Regions from separate parts of the Macaca mulatta genome. Here region 2 is linked to region 1. The links are chromatin contacts, called in public Hi-C maps. All regions are on one chromosome and are shown on one strand. The core of a region is the stretch at or near the end of the contact, and the rest is flanking DNA. Distances in the headings are between cores, read along the strand shown. Region 1 holds the start of GFM1 (G elongation factor mitochondrial 1). Region 2 holds the start of MFSD1 (major facilitator superfamily domain containing 1).

Region 1 (6,438 bases), core at 1,926-4,425:
GCTAAAACAGTGTTTCCTTGGAATTCAGAAGATTCGGTGAAAAAAGTCCATCTACTGCCAAGCACAAGTAAAATAAGGACAAAAAGTAAAAACATTTTACCAAAAGTTATAAATACCCAACAAAGAAAATGTTCACTTTCATATCAAATATATCACTTTCATCAGATTTTTTGTCATCAGACACACCATTCTCAGCCTGTCCACTACCATAAACTTTACACCTATATATCCATCAACTGTGCCATGTGAAACATAAGTATGAACTCTACAGCTACACTTGCACATCTACAAAAGGTGAAAAGTGAAATTCTGACCTTTTTAAAGGCTTTGTGAAATATACAGTATTGTGTAAAATTTAAAATGCTATAAATACTACTGGTTCTATCTGGTACAGAAAGGAAGTGTTACTGTTGTCCTAGAAAATATGTTTCCATCTGAAAACAAGAAAATCTCATCTCTATGGCAAGCTATTTAAGGGCATTAATTAAAATGCTTCAAGGAAAAAGTAAAACCAAAGATGATCTTTCGTCTAAATAAAACACAAGGCATTTTTACAATCTAGATTATAACTTCTCTAATAATAGCAAAACAGTATAAACAGACTGTTTACTGAATCCATCTTCAAATTCTCTAGAATTTAAGTAATATTGTCCCCATTTTACAGAGAAGGTAGCTGATGAGAACATACCACAAGTCAATTTACTAAAATCAGTGTTCCACTTACTAACTCACATAAATACATTTAAAAAGCTAAATTTAAGAATAAAGTTTAATGACAGTGAATTAATCATCCTTCTGGATATAAGGTTTGCTGTCTAGAGCATCACATCCTCTTTGTCCATTCTAAGGCTCATTACCTCATTTGCTGCAGGGCCCTGGCTGGGTTGGAGCCCAGTCGGTCCAATTTGTTAATAAAAGTTAGAAATGGAACGTTGTAGCGTTTCATCTGACGATTGACAGTCATGGTCTGGCACTGTACCCCTCCAACAGCACAGAGAACAAGGACTGCACCATCCAACACTCTCAGGGCCCTTTCAACTTCTATTGTGAAGTCCACATGCCCTGAATAAGATGAAGTATGAGAGGGTCTTAAAGAGCAATCTGAATTTTTAACATATGCACTATTAAAAGTTTTTGTATCTCTGCTCGTCACAAAAGTCTTCTAATTAGAACGTAGATTCCTGAGCTCACCAATACTATTCACCAACCCTTAAGTGGAGGGCCCGGCAAGACCACTTCAAGAAGATACTAGGGCACAGGCACCTTTAGAATCAGCTAGAATATGTAGAAGGCAAGAATCTGCCTACTCACAATTACTTGCACAAAATATTCAAGAAAACTACGTAAGGATGAAGTGCTCTAGGTCCTAAGTTAGGCTTCTCTAATAGGAATTCAGTGTTATACTTTTGAGTATTTGACACTCAAAAATTAATTGGGTCATAGTAACAGAAAGAACCAAATGTGCTTTTGCCAAAAGAAGCTGCAATAAAACCAAGAATCCAACTTACCAGGAGTATCTATAATGTTAATATTGACATCTTTCCACATGGTGTAAGTGGCCGCTGACTGAATAGTGATTCCTCTTTGTCTCTCTAGTTCCATGGAATCCATGACAGCACCAACTCCATCTTTACCTTTCACCTAAACACAAGCACAGCAATTCAGACTTTCTCTGTTCCTGCATTCCAAGAAGGAAAGAAAACTTAACTGAAATGGAAACAGTTGCCAGGTGCAGGGGCTCATGCCTATAATCCCAGTACTGTGGGAGACTGAGGCAGGAGGATAATTTGAGCCCAGGAGTTTGAGACCAGCCTGAGCAACAAAGTGAGACCCCGTCTATAAAAACTTAAAAGAACACCAGAACACAGATACTTAAGCAACTTTCAGATAGGCCTGTCAAAGGTCCACTGTTACCACTGTTTTAATCTTTCAGGTTTATAAGCTTTACTAAATAATGGCAACAAAACAATTAAAATCAGGTTCTAATTCATCCGGAATCAACCATGAATATATACCTCATGCATCTGTGCAATTCTGCCAGTGTAGTAAAGGACTCGTTCTGTTAATGTTGTTTTCCCAGAATCAATGTGAGCTGAGATTCCAATATTTCGTATTTTTTCATTAGGAATCACCCCTGATGAAGACCATCGGCAGGCATTCCAATTCACCTGAAAAAAATACGAGAGCTCAATTCTACGCGCCTTTTATAAGAGAGAACAACAGAGAATTAAAGGAGTATGGTGGACATTATTCCTCCAAGAAATCTCACTGGATATGAGATAGCTTGAGAAAGGCACCAGGGGAAACGTTTAAGCCTGGAACTCTTGTAATCAGAGGAGAGACTACAAACGACAGAAAAGGCGTATTCTTTTAAATTAATTAACGAATAAATCAAATTTAATTAAAATGGGAGATAATTTTTACTACAGACTTGAAAATACACACTGGGGCAGAAAAAATCACAAAGACAGCTCCAAAAACCTTTAATAGAAAATACAAATTTTAGCTTAAATTTAACTTAATTGTTTTCCCTTTCTCCTTTATTGTAGTTCACAGATGACAAATATGTTTGAGAACTTATATGCTCTATGCAGTGGTGCTAATGGCTCCAAAAGATTTACAATTCCCTCGAAACAAAAACAATTCATGAAGTTTGTTTTAACTTTACTCTGGGGGCAGGGGATGGGGATCCCTATTAGATGGAATTAAGATACAATATAAACCTTTCCCTATAGGACTGCACTTCCACTATGTACAACTATTTATGGGAAAAGAGAGGCAAAAAACAAAAACAAACAAAAAACAACCTCAGAAAAGGTGGATACAATATGAAAGTATTTGAGTGACAGGTACTTTTAGCTGATTAAACCCCAGGGATACCAGAGAGCAAAACAAATAAGTTAACGAGCTAATGTGCAGGCACGGAGGGGCTTTTCAGCACTGACGCGCGACCGCCAGTATTCGGAGCTGCCAGTCAGGAGGACTCAGGGGTGTCACTGCCTTCCATGGCCCAGAAGAGACCACAAGGTCTCGGGAATCGTCCCGATTCAGTCTCTCTGTGCTCCAGTACCTGCTTCCTCTGCCATCCTAGGGAGGCGGGGGCCCTTCCGCGCCCCAGAGCCGTGACAGCTGCGGTTCCCAGCAGTCTCATCGCAAGCACAGAGCACGCGACAACTCCCGTGGCTCCGGGTCGGTTCAGCTGCCGGTAAGGCACCGGGAAGCGGTCAAAGTCACGCCGGTGGCCAATGTTGTAAGAGCACTTCCGGGGCAAAGGACGCAAGGAAAAAGAGAGTGAGGAAATGAAAGAGAAGCAACTGGACTGGAGGCGGAGCAGTGCCTACGCTGCTCGCGCGCCTTCTACCGACTTGGAAGAGAAAGTGCAATCGCTTTGCGTTTGCTCCCAGTAAGACGACACAGGTGTATGGGTGGGGGAAGGGAGTCCTTCTTTGGTCTTCATCTTCTTTTTCAAATATTACCTCTGTATTAAAATACAGCCTTTAAACATGGTTGTTAGGCCTGTAAAGCAATGTGGAGAAGTGTATATAACAGAATTTAAGTAGGTAAAAGGCAAAATTATCTATTACAAATATATATATATGTGTATATATATGACATGGCCTGAAAAAGAAAGTGGAAAAAATATAGTGAATGAACTATCAATTACAACTACAAACATTTCAAAATGTTATTTGTTATTGTTCGATGTCAGATATTAATATCTAGTCCATATGGAAGACTGCATCCTTGACTATTCTGCTTGGGTGTGTTAGAGGCATGTTGAACTTAACAGGTCCAAAATTGAGCTTCGGATCTTCTTCCCCAAACCTTCTACAGTCTTCTCCAACTCATAAATGTAAGCTTTAGTGACTCTAGCCAAAAATGTTAGTTACTTTGACACCACGCTGTGACATCTCTGGTCTAATCAGTCAGCATATCCTGTAAGCTCTACTTTCAGAAAAATATCCAGAACTTGGCCGGGCGCGGTGGCTCACGCCTGTAATCCCAAAACTTTGGGAGACTGAGGTGGGCGGATGACGAGGTCAGGAGATAGAGACCATCTGGCTAACACGGTGAAACCCCGTCTTTACTAAAAATACAAAAAAAATTAGCCTGGCGTGGTGGCGGGCCCCTGTAGTCCCAGCTACTTGGGAGGCTGAGGCAGGAGAACGTCGTGAACTCGGGAGGCGGAGCTTGCAGTGAACCGAGATCGTGCCACTGCACTCCAACCTGGGCGACAGAGCTAGAGTCTGTATTAAAAAAAAAAAAAATCCAGAACTTACTTCTCCGCACCTCTCAGTACTGCCATTTCTGGAAGGAACTATGGTAATAGCCTCGTAACCGATCGCACTGCTTCTATCCTTGCTGTTGTCAGTGGGCCGGTTCAGGTGCTTGACTTCGCCACAAGAATTTGAAAGCAAGTACAAAGTAAGAGTAGGCGAAAAAATTTATTTGGTTTACCAAAAGTACACTCTAAGAGGCAGAGTGGGCTGCTCAGAGACATAGACAGCCTTTAGTATCTTTAGGGAATTCCCTTTATGGGTGAGGCAGGAGAACAGGGTCTGGAGGCAGGGAACCGAAGGCCCTGCTGACTTCCTAGAGCTGAATCAAAAGGAAAACCCCACCTCTCCATGCCCAAGTAACAAAAGGATCAGAGGCTACTCCCAAATGCATTGCATTGCAGATAAAAAAAATGGAAAGTACCTCTGACTGGTCCCCTGTGGCAAACACTCAGACTGGTTGCAGGCGAAGTCCTCATGTGTAACTTTGTAACTTCACTTCAGCCTCTGATTGATCATCTCCTGCAACCAAGCAGGCTGGTTGTGGGCCACTCCTTCATTTACACAGGATGTAACCAAGTAACCAATGGAAACCCTCTAGTGGGTATTTAAGTTCCGGAATAACAGATGCTCTTGAGCTGTGGAGTGTACTTTTGTTTCAACACATCTGTGCCTTCATTGCTCCATTCTTTCATTGCTTTGCTTGTGTGTTTTGTCCAATTCTTTGTTCAAACACCAAGAACCTGTATGACTCATAGTCAAGACCCTTCACTGGTAACATGGGAGATGCACATCCATATTAATAAAATATTGGTAAGTTCAAGTATGCAAAGCTGGACCTGTGGTTGGCACATGTACTCAGGATCTACATGTTCTAACACAGGGGTACCCAACCTCTGGAACAGGGACCAGTACCAGTCCATGGCCTGTTAGGAACCAGGCCACACGGTAGGAGGTAACAGTGGGCAAGCAAGTGAAGCTTCATCTGTATTTACACCCTCTCTTTATCACTTGTTTTACCACCTGAGCTCTGCTTCCTGTCAGATCAGCAGTGGCATTAGATTCTCATGGGAGTGTGAACCCTATTGTGAACTACGCATTCAAGGGATCTAGGTTACACACTCCTTATGAGAATCTAATGCCTGATGACCTGAGGTGGAGCTGAGGTGGAGCTAAGCTGGGGCTGCTAGTGTTGGGGAACAGCTGCAAATACAGATTAACATTAGCAAAGAGGTTTGACTGCACAAAGACCATAATAAATCAATTGCTTGCAGATTCATATCAAAACCGTATCAGTGAGTGGCAAGTGACAAAAGCTGCACTGGTGGCAAGCTTTATAGTGGCAAGTGAGTTGATGTACTTTAATTTTACAGCTGCATCTGATGGCAGACTTTAAAATCATGAGTGACCCGCCTATTATTTTATTTACCAAATCTGTCCACGCTTCCTTCCCACACTGAGCACTTGTCTCAGTCACAGTTTTGGTAAGCCCACAAGCCAACCCTAGCCAAATGAGTAAAAAACAAATGTCACTGGAGAACTTCTTTGAAAATGGGGACAGACCCAATGATGAGACAATAGAAAGCTGTAAGACTGATAAGAAAAGGAAAATTGCATTTAAAAGAAAATACCTAGAGCCCTACTTAAGTTGCAGGTTCATTGCAACAGGTGATTCACATTCTCCAAGCCTGCTTTGTAAATATGTGGCAAGAGACTATCCAACAAACCCATGAAAACCTTCAAAACTGCTTCACCACATGGAGACCAAGCACCCTACATTAAAAGAGAAGCCTTTGGAGTTTTTCAAAAGAAAAAACATGAACACGAAGAAAGAAGCAATTATTGAAGGCCACCACTTCCATCAAATGTACCTGCACTGACAGCATCATTCTTGGTGGCTAACAGCATTGCTAAAGCTAAGAAGCCCTTTACTATTGGAGAAGAATTGAACCTGCCTGCTGCTAAGGACATTTGTCGTGAACTTTTAGGAGATGCTGCAGTTCAAAAGGTGGTACGTGTGCCTCTTTGGGCTAGCACCATAATTAGAGGAAATGATGAAATAGCAGAGGATATCGAGGCACAATTGTTAGAAAGGATTAATGGAGCTGGGCGCAGTGGCTCATGCCTATAATCCCAGCACTTTGAGAGGCCAAGGCGGGCG
Region 2 (6,438 bases), core at 2,660-5,159, 160 kb before region 1:
GAAGCACACACTATCTATGTGCCAGATACTGTACATCCATCTCTCACTTAATCCTCATAACCACCTTGCAAGGCAGGAATCATCTATATTTTAGCAATGAGAGAGCCGAAGCTCAGGAAGCTGCAAACAGCTCAGAACAGCCAGGAAGATGACCAAGTGGCAATGATGGGATTCAGAACCTGGTTTATCTGATTCCCCAGGGTGAGTATAATTTTCCTATAGATAACTGATGGTTACCTTATACCATCAGCATTTTCTAGTCCTGACCTTAACTGAAATACCAAGTTTCAAAAACCAATTCCAGAGATACAAAAATTGTTTTTTAAAAACTCATGCAAATTATCATAGTTAATACAGAACTTTATTCAGTTCTTTCTAGAAATACCTTAATCTAGCTCTGTATTTTTCTAACTGTCAGGTAAGATTTACCCATAGTTTCTTTACAAGCTTACCGTATTCCAAATACTCGGTCTATCAAAAAGCCACCAAAGAAACACAAAACTACATTGGGCCAAGAATACCAGGCATACAGCAGCATGAATTTCGTGGTATTCACTTGCATATCCTATATGAAAAGAAAATAAAACCATTTTTTCCCAAATAGTTAAGTTTAGCAACTAACAAATCAAAATATGACAATCTAAAGTGGAAAGCAGTTACATTCTCCTTTCTGTAAAGGGCAAGTTTTTTTTTTAACCATTTGTAAGTCTCACTAACTTCCTTGAGAATCTCATGAAAGCTATGGCCCCTGACCCAGAAAAATAGTCACACCTGGGAACCCTGGGAACTTCTTGAGTTCACATGCCATTTCAGGGGCTTCCTGGATTCCAGGATCAGACACACTGCTACAGGGGCCACTTCTGTCTATGTCTTCTATATACTACCTGCATTGGGACTTCACCCACATATACAAGGATAATCTCAGCCTATCCCTACCTACCCTACCCTCTCTATCCCCTCAAGCATGCTCCTCCTACTTCCTTTCTCTTTCATTCTAGAATGAAAAGGGCCAACCTATGCATTTTCCCTGTGCAAAGGTTAAAAAGAACCTACAAAGAAAAGAGACTATCTAAATACCTAAAAAACTGTAAATCAAGTATGTTTTTACAATACAAAACTAGACTAAAAATCCTGACATGGACAATCCTCTGCAATCAGTATCCACATTTAAAAAACAAAATAACAACTAAAACCTATTTAAGAAGGCAAAAAGCTATCTTACCAAATCATTTGTCATTCAGTTGACTAAGTGCTGGGAGAGTAAAATGCAAACAAAAACCTGCTCGTATTTTTGACAACACTGTGGAAATACCACATAATTATTTATCTAAGGTCTGAAACAATTTCAAGTCACATATGTGCTATAAATGAATTATTTGTGGTAACTCATTTCAACTGAGTTTCAACAGATATATATCTGAATAAATGGGCTGAATAAAGTTCAACCCCTTGCAACCTGTGGATCTGGTGACTACAGATGTCAAAATAGATTCAGTGGACACTTCAGATTAGGCCACTTGAGGGTTGATAATGCCTCCACCGCTACACTTGCTCTAAAGAAAACAAAAGAAACAAAGGTGAAAAATCAACTTACTCGTTTAACTTGAGTCTGAAGGGCAGCAGGATTATCATAGCAAAAATAGCTGCCTAGAAAAGAGCAAATACTTTGTAAGTAATAATACTTTCCATATAAAGGTTTCAAGTTGCAGTTACTACTGAAATTACAATTTTAAATGGTGATACTATGGGTTGACACTACAGAAATATTTCTGAACCACTTCCTTATCCACCAGTATTTTCTAAGTTATATCAAATAACTTCCATAAATTAGTAGTGTTCATACACAGCAAATATTGGGAACCTGAATTAATAAGTCAACAATCAACAATTAAATGTTTTTCTATTTTACTTTCATCATGCTTCACACATACTATTTTATTAACATCTTCATGAAGCATCTATATTTTATTTCCTTATTTACAAACACACGTACACTAAAAACTTTACAACCTCATCAGTTTCCTAATAATGTTAGCTTAAGGACAAAGGAATGGAGTGTAACCATTCTTACAAAACCAATATTTGAAACAAGTTCTCTAATTCTACAAACTACCCCAAATCAAATAATTTAGTGAATACAGGGCCAGGAATGCAAAAAAAAAAAAAAAAGAAACTGAAAATTCTAAAGGATTAAATTAAAGAATGTCTTTGGGGGAACTGGAAAGAGAGAAGTAGGAAGAGATCTGATCATGCACTCAGATTTATTTTAAAGATAAAATAATTGAGATTCCTTGGTAGGCTATAAGATAATGTTGTCTCCATAGCTCCACTAACTCTACAAGTACACGAGGCTATTGGTTCTAATGACAATAAAAAATTGTCATTAGAAAGGTATGAATCTGGCTTCTGAAATCTAGACAGATAACCAGAATTTACCAAAAACTGTCTGCTTGAGTAGGGACAATTTTTTTAAATGTTTTATTGTTGTTCTTTCTTTGTTGTTGTTGTTGTTGTTGTTTCTAAACCCTGCTTTAGTCGCTTTTAAGGATTCAATGTCCTGCTTTAAAGCTAATGGATGGGCATCATCTTCTAAAAACAGGTGAGGGGGGTGAAAAAGAGTTGCAAGAAAACCAAAGCCCAAAGCATCCTTCATGTCTACTTATATGTTCAGCAGTAGCATAGTTATCCACCATAATGTTCTCAAACCTGCTGATTACACGGGCTCCAGCTAGCCTCCTGAAAAACACATTCATACCGAATTAATATTAGAATATTTGCTTAATAAATTAAAAACCGTAACATAGGAAGGAAAATCGTTTTCTAATTATCAAGAAACTGTTTTCAGAGACATCATCAGATTTCATAAGTGAAACCAACCACTGTCAAGACTACCACACGTCCAGTCCAATATGATTGCTTCACAGTGGCAGAGTGGAAGATTAAGAGAATAACATCCACTCACTGAAGCTATCAGCAAGACACACTCATACATTTTCTCAAAGAGGGTTAAAAATATATAAAAGACTGCCGACGAAATCATTTATGTTTTTTAAACGCTGTACAACATTGTAAGACTCTGTGTCTAAAAATAATAATAATAAAGCCGGGTGTGGTGGCGCCCGCTCTGCAGTCCCAGCTACTCGGGAGGCTGAGGCGGGAGGATTGCTTGAGCCCAGGAGGTGGAGACTGCAGTAAGCCACGTTCACAGCACTGCACTCCGGGCTGGGTGACAGAGCAAGCCCGTCTCACCTAAAACCAAACAAACAAAAGTCGTTTAGGATCAGTTAAAGCTTTCTGAATTTCCTCTGACCACGTGTGCCAAGAGAGGAACCTTGAAAATCTGGAGTTACCTTCATATCTATGGCCTCAGGGGCGAGTCGCTAGCCCCTGGGGCTTACTGAAGAGCAAAGGAGCGCGACAAAACTTGCCAGGCTCAGCCCCTCGACCTCCACGTTCCGGACGCGGAGTAACTAGCAACATCCACAGGTGTGGCTGGAATCGCAAAGGGCAAAATGAGGAGGCCCAGGCGCTTAAGGCAGAAGCTGCGCTGAGGCCCCGTGGCACCAGTGACCACGATGACGATCTACCTCGAAGAGAAAGTCGGGAACTCCTTAAAGACCAGCCCCAACCCACCCGGCCGGCTCACCGAAGCCAAGGAAGCACATCAGTAACAGCACCAAAAGCCGGTGCGCCAGGCGACTGGGGTCGCAGAGGGCCGGCAGGGCCCCGGGGGCGGCGGGGGCACCCCTGTCAGCCTCGTCAGGGCCGCCTGCCAAGAGCGCCCGCGCTTCCTCATCTTCCTCCTCCATTGCGCTCGCAGGAGACGGAGAGAGGAAAGCAGTGACAACCCCAAGCCCCAGCAGGAAGCAGCGCCCGCAGAGCACAACCAAGACGGCGGTCACATGACTCCGGGCGTTCACGTGACGCCCCGGCAGGTCACGCAGGGCCACGCCCATGTGGGCGGCCGCGAGCGCTGGGAACCTGGACTCAGCGAGCGATGAAAAGGCGTGGTGCGGTTCGCTTTCCCTGGGTGATTGTGTTGGTGTGACTGAGGCCCTGGAGGTGCCCACTTCCAGCTTTCCACTAATTACCGCACTGTCTTTTCGCTTCCTGCCCCGCTGACGCGTACACCTATTTCAGACTCAGCGCAGCTCCGCGGGGAGAAAGTGCGGGCCTCCCTCTCGGCTCCACACCAGACTCCGGAGTGGTTCGACCTGCGCTGGGGTAGCCAAGACGCGCGCTGCCCTTCTCCCGGCACTGCCCTTCCCAGCGTCTTTGACCACTCTTAATACCCACAAACTTGGTTGGACAACTTCTGATGTGTCCAGCCATGTGTCACGTACTGGGAATACAAAATGGAATGAGGCAAGCTCTCTGACCTCAAAGATTTCAGAGTTCAGTTAGAGAAATCGACAGAATCTAGTACTTTTAAAACTCAACATGATGAATGAATGTGGTGAGAACAGCGGCAGAAAATGGCACTGAATTCCACAGAAATATCTGGAAAGGGCATTTGAAAAGGGGAGAAAAGGTGCACAGTTTAACCAGCTTTCGGGGCAAGGGAGTGAGGGGCGCTGAAGCTCCTTGAAGTTGAAACCCAGGATAGAATGAGTAAGAATGAGCCAGTCAGGGTGCTTGTTTGAGTGGGTTGGTGGCAGCGGGGGGGCAGTTACGAGGGATAATAAAGACAAAAGCATGAAACAGAACTGGTTGTGTGCGTGTTTGTATTGAACGAGAGAAGGAACTCAAGAGTAGAAACACTAAACCTGTTTGAGCCATGCAAGGATTTCTACCACAGCAGCACGACTGCAAGCTTTGTGTTTAAAAAACATTCAGTCTGCCAGCACAGCACCATCGTCGCTTTCTGGGGGCACTCGGGCTTTACTAACAGAATTTTGAGGGCGTCAAAGCTAGACGCTGAAAACTGAGGATTATTAGGAAGATGCTGCAGTCGTAACGATTAGAATGGTGAGGGCCTGTCGGCAATAAAAAGCAAGAATGGCACAGAAGAAAAAAGCGGTAATTATTAAGCGGTAATTATTTAGGAGGTAAAATGGGAATAACTGTAAATAATAGCCTATGCGATCTGAAAGAGAGGAAGGACTTGAGAGTGCCTCCCAGGTTTCTAGCTTGGGCCCCCTGTAGAGATCAAAATTTAGGGAGAGAAGGAGGTAGGAGAGAGTGTCAAGGATCAGGTGCTGCCTTTGAGATGTCTATACATATCTCCACTTTCACCATCCATTCTCTCTTCAACTCCAGTGGAGGAGCTCCCAGTCTAATAAAACTGTCTTGCCGAGATGAGTAATAACTCCATCTTTCCAAATACATTAGTCACTTCTTTATCATCTTACTCAGCTTCTATCAATTGATGCAGGGGACAGCCCCTCCTTTCTAGCCTTCTTGGCACCATGTTTGCCTTGTGTTCCTCCCACTTTGCTGGCCTATCTCATTTGCTGTCTCATTTGTCAGCTCCTCCTCTTCTATTCAAAATCTAGATGTTCAATGATGCAAGAGCCATTCCTGCACTTTCCTCCACTCATCCATTCCCATAGCTTTAATACCCTCCCTTTGCTGTCCAGTAGGTAACCACGAGTGGCTGTTGATCATTTGTAATGTGGATAGTTGGAAATGAGATATGCAATATGTATAAAATACACACCAGAGTTCAAAGACTTGTATGAAAAACAGAATAACCTCGTAATTTGAATACTGATTACATGTTTAAATAATATTTTGCAGACATTGGGTTAAAAATGTATATATTAAAACTGGCCGGGCGCAGTGGCTCACGCCTGTAATCCCAGTACTTTGGGAGGCCAAGGTGGGTGGATAACCTGAGGTCAAGAGATCGAGACCATCCTGGCCAACATAGTGAAACCCTGTCTCTAGTAAAAATACAAAATTTAGCTGGGCGTGGTGGCACGTGCCTGTAGTCCCAGCTGCTGGGGAGGTTGAGGCAGGAGAATCGCTTGAACCTGGGAGGCAGAGGTTGCAATGAGCTGAGATCGCACCAGTGCACTCCAGCCTGGCAACAGAGGGAGACTCCATCTCAAAAAAATACATGTATATGTATATATATATGTGTGTGTATATATATATATAAAATTTTGCTTTAGTTTATATATATGTATATATGTGAACTAATTCCACCCATTTTTACTTTTTATGTGACTGCTAGAAAATGTAAAATTGCCTATGTGGCTTACATTGTATTTCTGTTTATCAGTGTGGATTTATTTATATGCTGTTGCCTCTAAAATACCTTCATTCCAGACTCCTTTCTTCAGCATAAGACTGCTATTCCAACTGTTTATTTGACATCACGTGGATGACGTGGATGACTAATAAGCATCTCAAACTTAGCACATCTAAAACAGAATCCTTGAATTCTCTCACCCATGCTATACCTGCTCCTCCCTAAGTGTTCCTTAGCAAAGT

What was found. Hi-C and Micro-C count contacts between places; a contact is called where the count stands out from the background.
Region 2: a Hi-C map of liver shows a contact between it and region 1, with 2.4 times the contacts expected there. The contact joins the promoter of MFSD1 here to the promoter of GFM1 in region 1. A contact is called at or near these places in 4 of 14 Hi-C or Micro-C datasets (fetal cortex germinal zone, fetal cortical plate, fibroblasts and 1 more).

Annotation. Positions count from the first base shown.
Region 1 is chr2:61,777,381-61,783,818 of T2T-MMU8v2.0, reverse strand. GFM1 (G elongation factor mitochondrial 1) reads right to left here and starts at 3,175. Exons shown (of 18, transcript NM_001261690.1): 1 at 3,071-3,175; 2 at 2,016-2,168; 3 at 1,509-1,641; 4 at 858-1,062. The coding sequence starts at 3,151.
Region 2 is chr2:61,933,784-61,940,221 of T2T-MMU8v2.0, reverse strand. MFSD1 (major facilitator superfamily domain containing 1) reads right to left here and starts at 3,909. Exons shown (of 15, transcript XM_028843811.2): 1 at 3,351-3,909; 2 at 1,595-1,647. The coding sequence starts at 3,356.